Regions from separate parts of the Mus musculus genome. Here region 1 is linked to region 2. The links are chromatin contacts, called in public HiChIP or PLAC-seq maps. All regions are on one chromosome and are shown on one strand. The core of a region is the stretch at or near the end of the contact, and the rest is flanking DNA. Distances in the headings are between cores, read along the strand shown. Region 1 holds the start of Unc13c (unc-13 homolog C). Region 2 has its middle 82 kb from the start of Gm27211.

Evidence for each region. HiChIP or PLAC-seq counts read pairs in DNA pulled down with a chosen protein or histone mark.
Region 1: a contact with region 2 is called in an H3K27ac HiChIP or PLAC-seq map of SST interneurons, with 11 times the contacts expected there. The contact joins the promoter of Unc13c here to the enhancer-like site in region 2. A contact is called at or near these places in 1 of 484 Hi-C or Micro-C datasets (cortical neurons) and 6 of 115 datasets of contacts at active chromatin or transcription factors (SST interneurons, acute myeloid leukemia, craniofacial prominence and 3 more).

What each region holds. Positions count from the first base shown.
Region 1 is chr9:73,965,194-73,972,534 of GRCm38.p6, forward strand. Unc13c (unc-13 homolog C) reads right to left here and starts at 3,844. Exons shown (of 33, transcript NM_001081153.2): 1 at 3,301-3,844.
Region 2 is chr9:73,271,271-73,277,953 of GRCm38.p6, forward strand. No RefSeq gene overlaps it. Among named protein-coding and RNA genes, the nearest start is that of Gm27211, 82 kb to the left of the region's middle. Within about 2 kb of position 2,526, at least 19 of the 459 cell types and tissues checked have an H3K27ac peak or open chromatin away from gene starts, as enhancers often do. A contact at or near this core is called in SST interneurons and cortical neurons, where this site is marked.

The DNA.
Region 1 (7,341 bases), core at 2,594-5,093, 700 kb after region 2:
CTCAGAGTTCTCAGGGGAAAGAAGTTGTTTGAGAAGGCAACTCACACCGCGTGATTACCTTTAAACAGAAAAGCCTTAGCTATGATTTATCGTGCTGAGTTGATCTTAGAAACCGGTATTTATTTTTACAAAATATTCTTAACTCTCTGTGGAGGAAGAACAGTATAAAACCTGTCCTGCATGCAGGTTATAATAATTTTGGCATGCAGAGGCTAACGGGTACACCATAACTAAAATATGCAAAGAGGCGGGAGTGTGTATGTCACTTGGCACACTTCCAGCCTTACGAGTAGCAAAGGCATCATGCCATGTGTCCTCAGAATGACTACATTTCCTCTGGGAAACTTCTGCTCAAGACGTTAGGAGAACTTCTCCTGTCTTCCTCACAAGTTTTATGTAACACCTTTTATTATATTTATTTGTGGTGGGGAAGCTTGTGCGTACCATGGCACGGTCCTAGAGTTTAGAGGACAACTTATGGGAATCAGCCCATTCCTTCTATCACGTGGATCCCAGGGGTCAAACTCGAGTCCTCAGGCTTGTTGGCAAGCACTTGTACCTGCAGAGCCATCTCCTTGGCTCCTTCTAACTCTTTTTTTAAAAGGCCGGAAGCAGAACAAACACTGCTGTGGTATTTGTTATCTCTGGTGATTCCAACACCAGGTATTCAGTCTTCTGCAGGCTCCAAAGCTACAGGCTGAGAGGGCTATTAATAAACCTCCTTTAAAAACAGCTGGAAAGGAATTAAAGCCTTTATTATCCAAACACAGATAACTGTGGGCCCAGAAATGATTTCTAACAATAGCAAAAGATACCAATCCAATCTTTTGGGTTTGCAATTAGCACTTGAGTGATAGTGTTCTAAATGTACATGACTAAGTAAGTTGATACTGGGTGGCAGCTACAATACAGTTAAACAATAGCTTTAGATCTGTAAAGGTATATTCTAGAAACAAATTTAGCATGCACTTACAATTCCCCAAATTCCTCCCTCAAAGCAAGGATTGTACGCATATCATCATCACGTGGCAAGGTAATTTCAATGCCTTTAATAATTTGGGGAAAGTTCTTGTGTAGTAAATGTTAAGTGGATGAAAGAATACACACCAGAAGCCAAAGGTGTTAAAACGAGAACACAAAATGCAGGAGTCCCATGCCCCTAAGAGCTCAGAGAAGTTGTATGTACTACAATCGCTGAGGAGAAGGGAGGAGGGGAAAGTGTAGGAACTTCCTGGACAGATATTCAAAGACACTAGCTGGCCTTAAATGAGCAAAAACATGCAAGTGTTTCCTTCTCCACTGACCCTACCATCAATCACTCCCTATCCTACGCAAAAGTACTTCGAGTAATCGGTCTTTGCAAGAAGAACCTCCACGCTTGCACCTGTCTGCAATGATCCATGGGCTTTTAAGGAACTCCTTCTGTTTGCCACATACCTCATTGCTAGATACTAAAAGAAGAGCAGCTTTAAGAGGTATCATAGGACCTAGGAAGAAACTGGTTGATGTGGTTAGGAAGAAGTACACCGAAAGAGACTCCTTGGGGCCCATTTCACACGCGCACCTCCGATTCACCTGCACTCACACTGGTTTGTCCAGGTGCTGAGCTCTTGGGAAGATGTTTCAAAATGTCTGTGATTAAAGTCCAACAGGAAAGAACTGCTTAGAAAACAAACTTGCATCTTCCTCGCCTCCCTCAGATCTAAGTCCATGATTCTGCTGAAATAAATCCCAACCAAATGCCATGTAGTTTGAAAACAAATTAACTTTTTGGGTTTGGAAAAAAAATCAGTTCTCACTTGCCTATGAGATTCAGATATTCTTTACCCAATTTGGCATCAGTGTATTATTCTTAAAGATAAGCATTTATACAGTGCTCTGAAATTATTATCACATTTCTGCTAGGATGCCTCATCTACAGATGGGTGACCTGCACCACAGCACATGTCAAAATCCAAGCAACACACTGCGCTTCCTGCTCCCGTAGAGAAACCCTTTCTCTATCTTCTGTTCTTGTGATCTCAACAGCTGCTTGTAGATATCCACCCTATTCTAGTACATTCCACTATCCCAACAAGGACTTTGTAACAACTCATTACCTCATTTTGGTGTAAAGCCCAGCTCAGTACTCCAGACTGCTGCCACTTGGCAAAAAGAAAAAAAGAAAGAAAGAAAGAAAGAAAGAAAGAAAGAAAGAAAGAAAGAAAGAAAGAAAGAAAGAAAGAAAAGCTAAGTTTTACAAAAACAGAGTGATGATCTTCTGCATGGCCAAAGGTGCATAACTGATTTAAATCCTATTAGTTCTAATCTATAGCAGCTAATATATCATTTTAAAAAGTAGAACAGGAATTAAAAGTCAATGTCCTAAAGCTTTAGAAAAAAAAAAAAACCCTGTCACATAGACATGCAGAAGATCTAGAAACTATTTTATATACACAAGAAAGTATCGACGAGTCAAAAATGGCAAAATTCTTTCCTTAGGGACATTTCATTTATGAACTCCAAAGCACGGAAGCTTTTTAAAAACTCACAGTTCTGCACATTCTCCACCCACCTCTTTCATGTTGTTCTCTAAAGCCCTCACGGGAAAGATGAAATTCGGCTTTGTCACTTCACCCAGGTATGACTCTTGCTGGGTCTTTCTCTTTATTATACAAGTATGCTGATGACGTAATTGCAGAAGTTCGTTCTACTCATGTAGCTGGGTCTTGGTTGGGATTTTTTTTTTTTAAAGACTGCCTCCTTCTGTGTCATGGAACAGTTGTAAAACAGAGCCAAGCAACCTCACTTCTTAATAGTAAATCTTTATGATCATCACCCAAGGGACTGGTCCAGCTCTGGATAGGCAGAACCATCCCAAAGCTCAGCTGACCCCAGACCTGAGGCTCAGCTGCACACCTTTAGGTGACACCAACACCAGGCTTGGCTTTTAACCCTTTCCTAGAAGCGCCCAACTTTTAAATCTCTTTGACTTTCATTTTCACCCATTCCCAAACCTTAAGGGACTGAAGAGAACCCCCGACTCTTAGCCCAACCTTGTTTGCTCCTATGCAGTAATTCCCCTGAAAGTTGACTGCAAACTAAGCAAACAGTTATCATGCTGCATTCAAAACCATGATTTCCAATAAATCATAATTGATTATGAGCCTAGAAAAGCAAGCTTTTACAGGGGTATCCCCTATATGGATAGAACCGCACTGTGATTCAAAAGTGCGGAGAGAAAGAACCATTGGGGTGGGAAACAGACAGAGGCTAAGATTCATGCAGATGAAGCAGCTCAGCGAGGTAAAGAAAACATACCTGAGGGATTCTCCTTCTAAAAACGCACACAGGCCAGCTGGGTTGTTGTTCCCCTCCTTTGAGGGTAGATGTATTTTCCGTCCAGGAATCCCCCTTGCAATTGTGTTCCTAGGCTCTTTTCCTTTATTCCAGCCACAGATAGTTGCAGGAGGCGCAGGCAGCGTTCCTGCGCCCGCCCAGACTCAAGTGCAGCCGGGCATGCCTTTGCTCAGGAACCCGGCTTGCGCGCTGCTCTTATCAATTCTATCGCGCTCCCTGGGTAGCCTCCAAAGCAATTTTACAACTTAGCTGCTGGCAGGAATCTGCCTTTCACTCCTCTCCTTGCCAGATTCCTTGGGCGGCTCATTTCTCAGCCCTTTCTCTAAGAAGGCAAAATGGGATCCCTCTCCTTGTTGTTGTCCTGGCTCACCCACAATTGACAGTGCAGAGCAGCAGCCGAGGAGTGTGTGCTGGGAACTTCACACAGCGGCTGCAGCCCGGGATCCTCCGATTGCAGCAGAGACCTGAGCTCCTAGCCTCCTCCCTTGGAGTCCAGGCTCCCTCTGCTGCGCCAGCTGCATAGAGCCACTCTAAGAGAAGGCTCCTCAGCCCGGATCCCTAAGAGATGCTCTGCTGCCAGGTGTGGTCATCACGACTTAAGCACACCTCACTAGCAGGGTCACGGCTTCCTGCTGGGGAAATGAATGGATGTGGATGCCAGGTGTTGCCTTCATCCCTGGGTAGGGGAGGTGGGGATATAGGGGTGGGGGCGGGGGCCGTGGGGATCATAGGTGACCACCATAGGGCCAATTTTGCTACTTGCATTAGTAAAACAGATAATTATTAAATTAATCATGGTATTTAATAATAATTATTATTTCACATGCTATTGACTGTGTTTGGAATCACACAAAGTCCACTGTCTAGTCTGGCAAGATACCCTTAACAGAACCCTTTTTTTTTAAAGAGGGAGGCAATACCTTGGCCTTCTCTCCCAGCAGGGTTGTTTTTTGTTGTTATTGTTGGGTTGTTGTTGTTGGGTTTTTTTTGTAAGCAGTTGTAAATATGAAGGTTGATCCCTCAATAATTAGGATTAGACACACATACACTTATCAAAGTAGGCAATAGAGAAACATGAATGCTCAAAGGATTTTCTTTCTCCTGCAATAATGTCTTCCAGATCTGGCTGAGAATTGAATGGGGCTTGCTTTTCCTTTTAGCTTAGCTGAGTAGAGGAGGTGGGGGGAGTAACCACTCCTACTTTCCATCAATTAAGCATTTTTTAATCCTCTAACCCTCCTGTTGAAACAAATATAAAACGTACTGCATCTTAAAATAGAGCCTTAAAGAAGCTCAAGTCTGGGAATAATTTGTAGGCTTTAAGCTGCATCTGGTGTTCTGGCTTACTTATTTTATTTCCTTTGCTTTGTAGAAAATGAGAGGATGGGGGCTGGAGATATGGTTCAGCCCCTCCCCATATATATATAAAGCATTGACCATATAAGCACGGGGATACAAGTTTACACCCCTGGCATCTTTATACCAAGAATGGATGGTGCACGCGCGCGCACACACACACACACACACACACACACACACACACACACGAGCGATAATTGAATGGTATTTTCCCAATCAGGAAATCCTATCAACTAGTGGCTAAGATAGAATCAGATGCACAAAGTGTGCATCTGACTTATAAGCCATTATTTCAGCCCATGTAAGGATAGGAATAGGAATGTCAATTTTAGAGATGACACTCCCATCAACATGTGAGATGCAGCAGCAGCAGTGAACACACCCAGTGAAGCCCATTTAAACAGTTTTGGATACAACTTGTATAAAAAGGCCCATTCCAGGGCTGAGGACATGGCAGTCAGTAAAACGGTTGGTTGCTGTGCAAGTTTAAGGCCCTGAACACAGATGCCTAGAGTCCATGCAGAAGGCCTGCACAGGTGGTTTAGTCTTCTAATCCCATCAATGACAAGCTAGAAGGTGGAGAGACAGAAGAATACCTGGAGCTCACTGGCCAGTGGGCCTAATCTACTTGGTGGAGTTCCAGACCACTGAGAAACCCTACCTCAAACAAAATGCAGAAATCATCTGAGGAATGACCCCCAAGGTTGTCCTCTGACATACGAACAGATACAGACACCCACTCACAGCCACACATACACAAACACACGTAAACATACACACAGATACACATCATACGTATTCTTCCTACCAACTATAACAACCAGTCAATAACATTATGTGATTTGAAAACAAATATTCCCCAATTTGACACAGTATTTATGCCAGATCTTGGCAGGTGGCCCTCTCTATTCCTAGCTCCTCAGCCTCACGGTTAGCTTCATAGCGGCACAGCTTCCCCAACCTGCTGCTTAAGAGCCTGTTAATGGACACAAGCAGCTGCTCAAGGTCTAATGAACCGCATAAGGGGCAAACACTGGGGCATTGTATTCTCCGCCATCGGAACTCACCAGAGAGGCCACAGGACAAAGCTCTGCTGCCCTCGGCTGTAAGCGCTTGAGAGCAACAAGGGAAAACTGGTGAGCTCTAACAGTGCATGACAGGGCAAAACCTGACTTTTTAATGTCTACTCATCCAAGCTTGACGAGGCATTGTTTCGAAGGATGTCCTTCAGCACGAAGGAGGAAACTGTCCTTATGACTTTTCCTTTGTGTACAAGAACCAAACCAAAGTGCTGCAGTTACACCGAGCCAAGAGCACTCAGCACCCAGAATAATGCAAAGGATGCCTGTCCTCAGCCAGTTGTGACATGATGCTGCTCAGTGTTTAAACCTGCAGAAGGAAGTAGAAGATGATGCTGACTGCGTGTGGTCTACGACAGAGTGTGCATGCAGGTGCTGTGAAGAGCTCTGAGAAATAACTACACTGCAACTTGACCCTGACAGGATGCAGAACCAGAGTGGTAACTATCAGTTTTAGGGCGTGGGAGGAAGTAGGATTGGGAGCTGCAGCAAACCTGGTGCATAAACCCTGATTAAGGATCATGATGCTGGTCCTAGATCAAAATAGAAATGGTTCTGAGCTCTACACGTGGAAAAGTCATGTATTTGGAGGACACGGGTTGGAAACAAACTACAGCATATATGCAAAGAGTGGGGGAGCTCCTTGTCTTTAGTGGTCTGCATCGATACCAAACTCCCAAGCAAAACTTCCTTGGCCCTCCCTGGGTAGTTTCCACCTGCAGAATGTCTCCTCTAAATAACACGTAACAAGGATCAGAGGACAATGTGCGTTCCAAATCCACACTGTGCCTTGCAGGACCTGGGGAAAGTTAAATTAAATACTACTGCAGGACAGGAAATGACTAACTGCCAGGCAACCCCTTGACATTTAACAGGGACATACCCCCAAACTTACCAGAAGATTGATTTGATAGAAGAGCTGTTTCTTCTCTCAAGAGTCTGGCAGTAATTTTAGGAACAAATCCTTTAAGGTATCAACCACTTCTCATCTCCTAAGACGTGCTGGTCCAAGTGGTTGGTAATTTTTTTGGTATGTTTTTGGAAGGCGAAAGACAAGAAGACGCCTCATTATGAGTTATTTCTTATTAGCAATAAAACTTCCCTAAATCAAAAAGGGAAAGACCCTTCTCTCCTGGTTACCTGAAATATTGATTTCATTGTGGAATCTGTTGATTGATGGTGGAACAAGAGACTGAACCACAGATCTCACACAGGCTCTGCATGGAGCTGTGCCTCTAAGGCAGAGACCTGGTAAGTTGCCTAGGCTATTTCTGAATTTGTGGTCCTCCTGCTTCAGCTTCCCAAATACTTGGGATTACAGGCATGGATTTACATGATTCAGCCCAGCTTAACAGAGGAAGCACCAATAGACCCTGTGTAACTGAGCCAACCCTTCAGCTTTCTAGAAGACTCTACTCTCCAGTTGGGTAACAATAAACCAATTGTCGTTGCTAAATATTAGAAAACGAACTATTCCCATATAACCAATCCTCAAGGCCAGATGGCAGTATTTGGTGTCTACACAAATGAATGTGCAAAAATGATTTATTACCAAGATGATTGA
Region 2 (6,683 bases), core at 1,276-3,775:
TAATGGAGTGGAAGATAGGGTCAAATTTCTTTCTTGTCATATGAATATTTAGTTTTCCTGGCAGTAAATTTTGAAGAGATTGTCCTTTATTTAATATATGTTTTTGGCAAGTTGGTTGGAAGTGAGTTGGCTGTAATGTACAGTGTTATTTCTGGAGATTCTTTTTTTTTTCCTCCACTAGTCTTTATGACCTCTGAAGTTGAAAATTACAAAACCCTGATAAAGGAAACTGAGGAGGACACCCAAAAATGGAAGGGCCTCCTGGATGTACAGACAGGATGGATAACTGTTCTTAAAACTGCAGCTTTTCTGATGGGGTACACACAGCAGTCCAGGCCCAACCATTGGGTGCTGGTCTGCCATACATTCTTCTTGTTCTTAGATTTGGGGTTGGGAGGCTTTTCACGACTGCAGAAGTCATGTGCACCATCACTATAAGTTCTGTCTCATGATTGCCTGAGGGTCAGTCTTAGTTTGTGATCTTGTGATTTTGGAATGTGCCAGGGAAGGGAAAGGCTGGGATGCTGGGACCTGAGCTAGAGGCCTCAGTGGCCTGAAGAGAGTTCTCCTGAGTCAAGTCTATAGCTCCAGAGCTGACAGCTTCAGGTTCACTGGTGCTGGAGTCAGATGTCAAGTGTCTTGTGTAAACAATTGGCTGTTTCATAGAGGATGACCCATATTAAAAACAGACAAAAACAAACAAACAAAAAAAAAACAAAACAAAAAAACAACAACAACAGCAACAACAACAACCTGCAGCTTTTCCTGTTGAGAGTTTCCTTCCGTTTGCTCCCTCGAATCCCTTTCCATGAGTGGCCTTAGATCATTTTGTTGTTGTTGTTGTTGCTGTTGTTTAAAGAAAGGCAAGGGATAAACAAAAGTATTAACCTATATACAAACTAGAAAGGTTGCCAATGTGTGGGAGTGGAGCCTCTTTCTGCTTTTCTGTATCTACTTGCTGGCTTGGACCGGGTTGCTCGCTCCTTCACAGTCCCTGCAAGCCACTTCCAAGGGGAATCTTTTGCTCTGGTCTCCAGGCTAAATTCCTTTTGTGTATGTGAAATCACAGCGCCTTTTCTTTTCTGGAAGATTCCTCACAGATCTCTCTCTCTCTCTTTGTCTCTCTCTCTCTCACTTTACATTTAAATGTTTTTATTTTATGTTTCTGGATGGTTTGCCTGTGTGCGTCGATGTGTACCATGTGAATGCAGTGCATGTCAAGGCCACAATAGGTCATCATATCTCCTGGGACTGGAATTACAGACAGTTGGGAGCCACCACGAGCATGCTGGGAATTGAACCCAGGTTCCTTAACAGCACGGCTGTCTCTCTGGCCCTGTGGAGAGCATTTTTAAGAGTCATAAAAGCAATGCACCGTTCCTTACTGCTTGATCTCTTTAGACATCTAGATACTGTGAGTAGCCTTTGTAGCAGCTTCTGCATACACTCAGGAATCATGTAGGGAGGTTACCAGAAAGGTGGGGGCGACAGACACAATAAAAGCTTTGAATCAAGGATATCTTCTTCTTGGCTGCTGTGGAATTTTCCAGGGCCTCTCTGAATAATGTTATCTCCCTGACTTTCTACTTATGTTAATCTGTCTTTCTAGTACAAATTTCTCTTTGCTTCCATTTTCCAAATTAGTTACAAGGAGGCTATGAGTCACTAGGAGGCAAGGAAATTAAAATTCTTCATGGGGTACAAAGTGTTCAGTACCATAAAAAGTATGAAGTCACCTCTGGGGAGATGGCTCTGTCAGTAAAGTGTTTACCTTTGTTTATTATGTTAGGGCCCAAGTTTAAGCACCAGAACCCATGTGAAAGCCAGATGCATGGTGTATGCATAGTGTATGCATAGTGTATGCATGGTGTATGCATGGTGTATGCATGGTGTATGCATGGTGTATGCATGGTGTATGCATGGTGTATGCATGGTGTATGCATGTAATCCCATGTTAGAGAGGGAGAGACAGGCAGATTCTTGGGGTTCATTGGCTAGTGGCTGAGTCGGTAAGCCCCAGTTCCTAGTGAGGTATCTCATGTCAAGAAAAACATTGGATGGTACTTGAGGAATGACATCCAAGGCTATTCTCTTGTGCCACATGTATGTATGTGTGGCTGCACACACACAAGTTCACAGGCCCACACACAACTGTAGATTCAGAATACAGACAGTCAAGTCAAACATCCGTCAAATTTTATGAATAAATGAACTGAGGCACACTATTGCAGCAAAGCTGACTGGCTAGGGATGGGAAACTTGGAAGTGGTATTTGCTTTGAGTCTCCCTTCCTCAGGTGTCCATCCTTAGGGGGACCCGTTCCCCATACGGTGACAGTGTCAGAGGCCACTTCATGGGATAGTTTGAGGAGTCACAAAATTCTGTGATGAAGTTTGTTGGTGACAATTTTTGTATGAATATGAAGCATTGTTCTTGTGACTTGGTCATGCCTATGACTGCTCACAAGAGAAACCTAAAGATAACGTGGCATGTGGGAGGTAGCCTTGTAGGTGTCTGTGACTATCAACCCAGAACCAGAAATAGCAGTGGGGCTCTGTGGAGTTGCTTAGCAATGCAAATGGATGTGGGATGAGAGCAGAGGAGAGGCTGTTTACTAGGAGGGAAGCTGCACCCTGGCTGGCTTTCCAACTTCATCTGCAGTGGTGTGTGAGCCATGCACTCCGAACTTTATGTTTCGAATACCCACTGGCTTGAGCCACCTCTGAAGAAACCATTCATCCCCTGCACCCACCGGGATGGGGGTGTGGCTTTGAGTGATTGCTTTCTTTCCTGAAGGATGTGGCATCTAGCGCAACATGGAACCGCAGCGTGACACACACGTCACTCAAGGAGCATGACTGAGCGCATATCAACACGAGAGAGAATGAATAGTTACAAAAATGTCTGTGCGCGTTACACAGATATGTTGGTTTGTCTTACATATGATAATTATTCTGCAAATTTGACAGATGAAAAAGCAGAGGGAGAAAAATTGACTTGTCAAATTATAGACATATTGGGGGCAGAACATTGCCTTTTTCCTCTCTACTCAATTCCCAAGAAACAGCCTTGCCTGGTGCCACAGGCTAGGGTTGCCGGTGAGTGTGTGTGTGAACGGCTTCAGCAAATGAATCCTGAATTTGAAGTTAGAGGATTTTAGAGAAAAGCTGAGGAGACAAGCTTTTAAAACAGGCTGGGTTCTGAGGAGCTACAATCTTTGCTGCCATGTTTGATCATCCCTCAGATTTCAGCAGCTGACTGGCGGGTAAGCACCTTGGGTACAGCGCTCTCCTGCTGTAGGCTTCACATGCGTGGTCCTAGGGGCAGCTAAAGGAAGCCTGCCGAGCAAGCCAGTGAGCAGTGCTCCCATTGGTTCCTTTCTCTGCTCCTGGTTGAGTTTCTGCCTCGCTTCCTGCAATGATGGATTGCAATGAGACATGCAAGCCAAACAAACCCTTTTCTCCCCAAGTTGTTTGGTCATGGTGTTTATCACAGCAACAGGATGTAAACTAAGACAGATGCTTTGCAGCTTCTAAACTCTGTCCCCTCACTGAAAAACTGGCCTTGGGGACTAGCCTTCTCTCTTGAATTCTGCTGACCTTTCTAACTACTTCTGGATCTTGCCAGCTTCCCTTTCAGCAAAAGCTTCCAAGTGTGGACAGCGGTCATTATCCCACATTTCCTGCCTGCCTCTGTCTCCTTCTTAAGATCATCTGCTTCTAAGGCGTGTGCCCCCATACCTGGCTCCACCTTAGTCTTCAAGCTGAAGTCTCTCCTTGAACCTGGAGTTGGTGGATTGGCAGGGAGCTCCAGGGATTTTCATGTCACCCACTGCCCCAGCAGTGGTATTACAAGCATGTGTCACCAGGCCTGGTTTACACGGCTTCTGGGAACTCGATTCAGGTTATCCTGCTGTGTCCTGGACTTTTTACATGGAGCTGTCTCTGCAGCCTCAGTGACCAGTCTTAACAATCAGGGAGTGCGGTTAACACAGAATAAAGGGGCAGGAATGGCTGTCTACAATCCATAAAATGGCACAGGCCTAATCTTTATATATTATGATGAGAATGCTGGAATGTAACCTATTGCTGGGTTTTAACATTTTCACTTTTAATTCTCTGTGTCTCTGAATCTGTCTCTGCATCTCTCTCTTTCTCCTCTCTCTCTCTCTCTCTCTCTCTGTGTGTGTGTGTGTGTGTATTTGCACATGACTGCAAGGGGTGTTGGATCCCACGGAGTCTCGAGTTACACAAGGTTATGAACTGTCCAACCTGGGTGCTGCTTCCTGAACTTGGGTGCTCTGTTAGAGGACTTGGAGAAGAGAGGAGCCAGCAGAGGGCTGAGGAGCACTGTGGGTAACGGTCCTTCTGTATTTTAAGAGGGAGTGAAGGGGCCTTGGGAGCTCCCTTCTGGTTTTTTGGATCTCATGTACCTAAGATACATTTCAGTTCTGTTTTGTGCTAAAACCCAAATCAGATTAACAAAAAGGAGGCAGCCTTTCTCACTTTGCAATGAGTTCCAAACAACAGAGGAATGGTTAAAATGATTCAGCGGAGACAGATGGCTTTCAGAGAACCTTCCAGAGGGAGGATATTAATGATTAGGTAGCTGCCTGCAGGGGTTTTATTAGAAATACACTCTTCATTTGCTCTCAGTTCCAAGGCATGCAGGAGATCCTGCCAATCTACAGAGAGTGGCACAGCCCGAGCTACTCTGTGGCTGTTGTGGCTGAGAGCTCAGTAGCTTTAGACAGTTATTTATTCTCTCATGGATCTGAAGACTTTGAAAATGAGGCTGCCAGCAGGACCACATTCGTCCTAATGGCCCTCCAACCTATTATGTTGGGAGACAATACAGTCCAGAATAGCTGGGAAAATAAGTGTGAACCTTTGCTATGCCTTCCACATGGCATTTAAGAGAGAGCACCCTTCACCCCAAAACATGTAGTTTTGAAAAAAAAAGTCAATAAAAAGGCAGGGTGGTCCCCCAGGCTAAGGCTGCTGGCTGCTAGCATGTAATTGAAACCGTGTCTACCCTTCACTGTACTGCTGTGCTTTACAAAGCAAAACATCAAAACCCACCCCAATTATATTATCTATTAGATTGTTTTTGTATTTGAGACCATCCTGCCAAGCTATCCCAAGTTTGCTATTTTTGGAGGACAACACCCATTTAGGATATTGCAGGCTTCTGGAAGTAAAATTTTCATTTCTAATATAGTGTGTTTTAAAAGTTGATTCATAAATGCCACTTGAAAAACTGGAAGGTAGTGTGCACCATTTACCTTGGGATGAGCTTGAGTTACAGGAGCTCCAGGGGAGTTTGCCTCACACCCACACCTTAGCTCCAAATGTCTTCAGGCTTAGTAACACTGACGAGATCGTTCTTCATGGTCAGACTAACAGGACTCTAAAAGGAGCTGGGAATTTTATTTTCAGTTGTATTTTCTCAGGTGAAGTGACAGATTCAACTGGATGTGTAAGGAATATTTATTTGTCTGTCTCTCCTATGTGACAGGAAGGGCATTAGGCACCAAGAACAAAGGGCAACAGAATCTTGTTGGTGTTTGCCCTTGTGGAGCAGACAGGAGCCAGGAAGGAGCATGACACAGTTTCTGGAACTAAAGGCCATAAAGCTCTTCATGGCAGGGCTGTTCCTCTTAACTTATTTGTATCTGAATAGTTTAGATTGATTCTCTATCTATCTGTCTGTCTGTCTATGTATGTATGTATGTATGTATGTATGTATGTATGTATGTATGTATCTATCTATCTATCTATCTATCTATCTATCTATCTATCTATCATTTATATGTCTGTCTACCTTCCTACTTTTAGTATGTATGTATGTATGTATATATGTATGAATGTATGTATTTATGTATGTATTACCTCTAGTATCTATGTATGTATCTAAGTATGTATCTATCACCTATGTATGTATGTATCATCTGTGCTATTTACCTATTTCTACAATTATGAAATGAATCAATATTTTACCTGCCACCTATCTCACATTTCATCTATCATGTGAATCATTTATCCTTCATCGGTCAACCTTCTTTCTATCCTTTATATATTTATCCTCCTTTGATCATCTATCTACCTAGCCACCTAATCTTTCATTGTTTATTATCTTTGTTTCTATATAAAATGAAGTTGAAATTGATCAGGCTCTTTCATATAGCTTTATTTCAAAAAGTTGATCCAATATATATTTATATGTGAAATTTATGTATATGACTGTTTTGCCTGTATGTATATCTGTGTACCACATGTACTACTGGTGTCTGCAGAGGGTAAAAGTGTTAGATTCCTTGTAACTAGAGTTACAGATAGTTGTGAGCTGCCATGTGGCAGCTGTGAATACAACCTAGGTCCTCTGAAAGAGCACCTAGTGCTCTTAGCTAATGAGCCATCTCTCCAGTCCCAAATCCATATATGTTTGATGATATATAAGTTGATGAGAAAATGATTTTAACAAAAGCCACTTGGGGCTGAAGATGTGGCTTAGTTTGCTCACACATCTTGCAAGAAGCTTCTCTGGGTTTGATCCTCAGTGCCATGTAAAGCAGGCATGGTGGTGTATTCCTGAATTGCCAGCACTCAAGAGGCAGATGCAGGAGGGCCAGATGCTCAATTTCATACTGGATGACATAGTCTAAGGCCTGGCTGGGCTACATG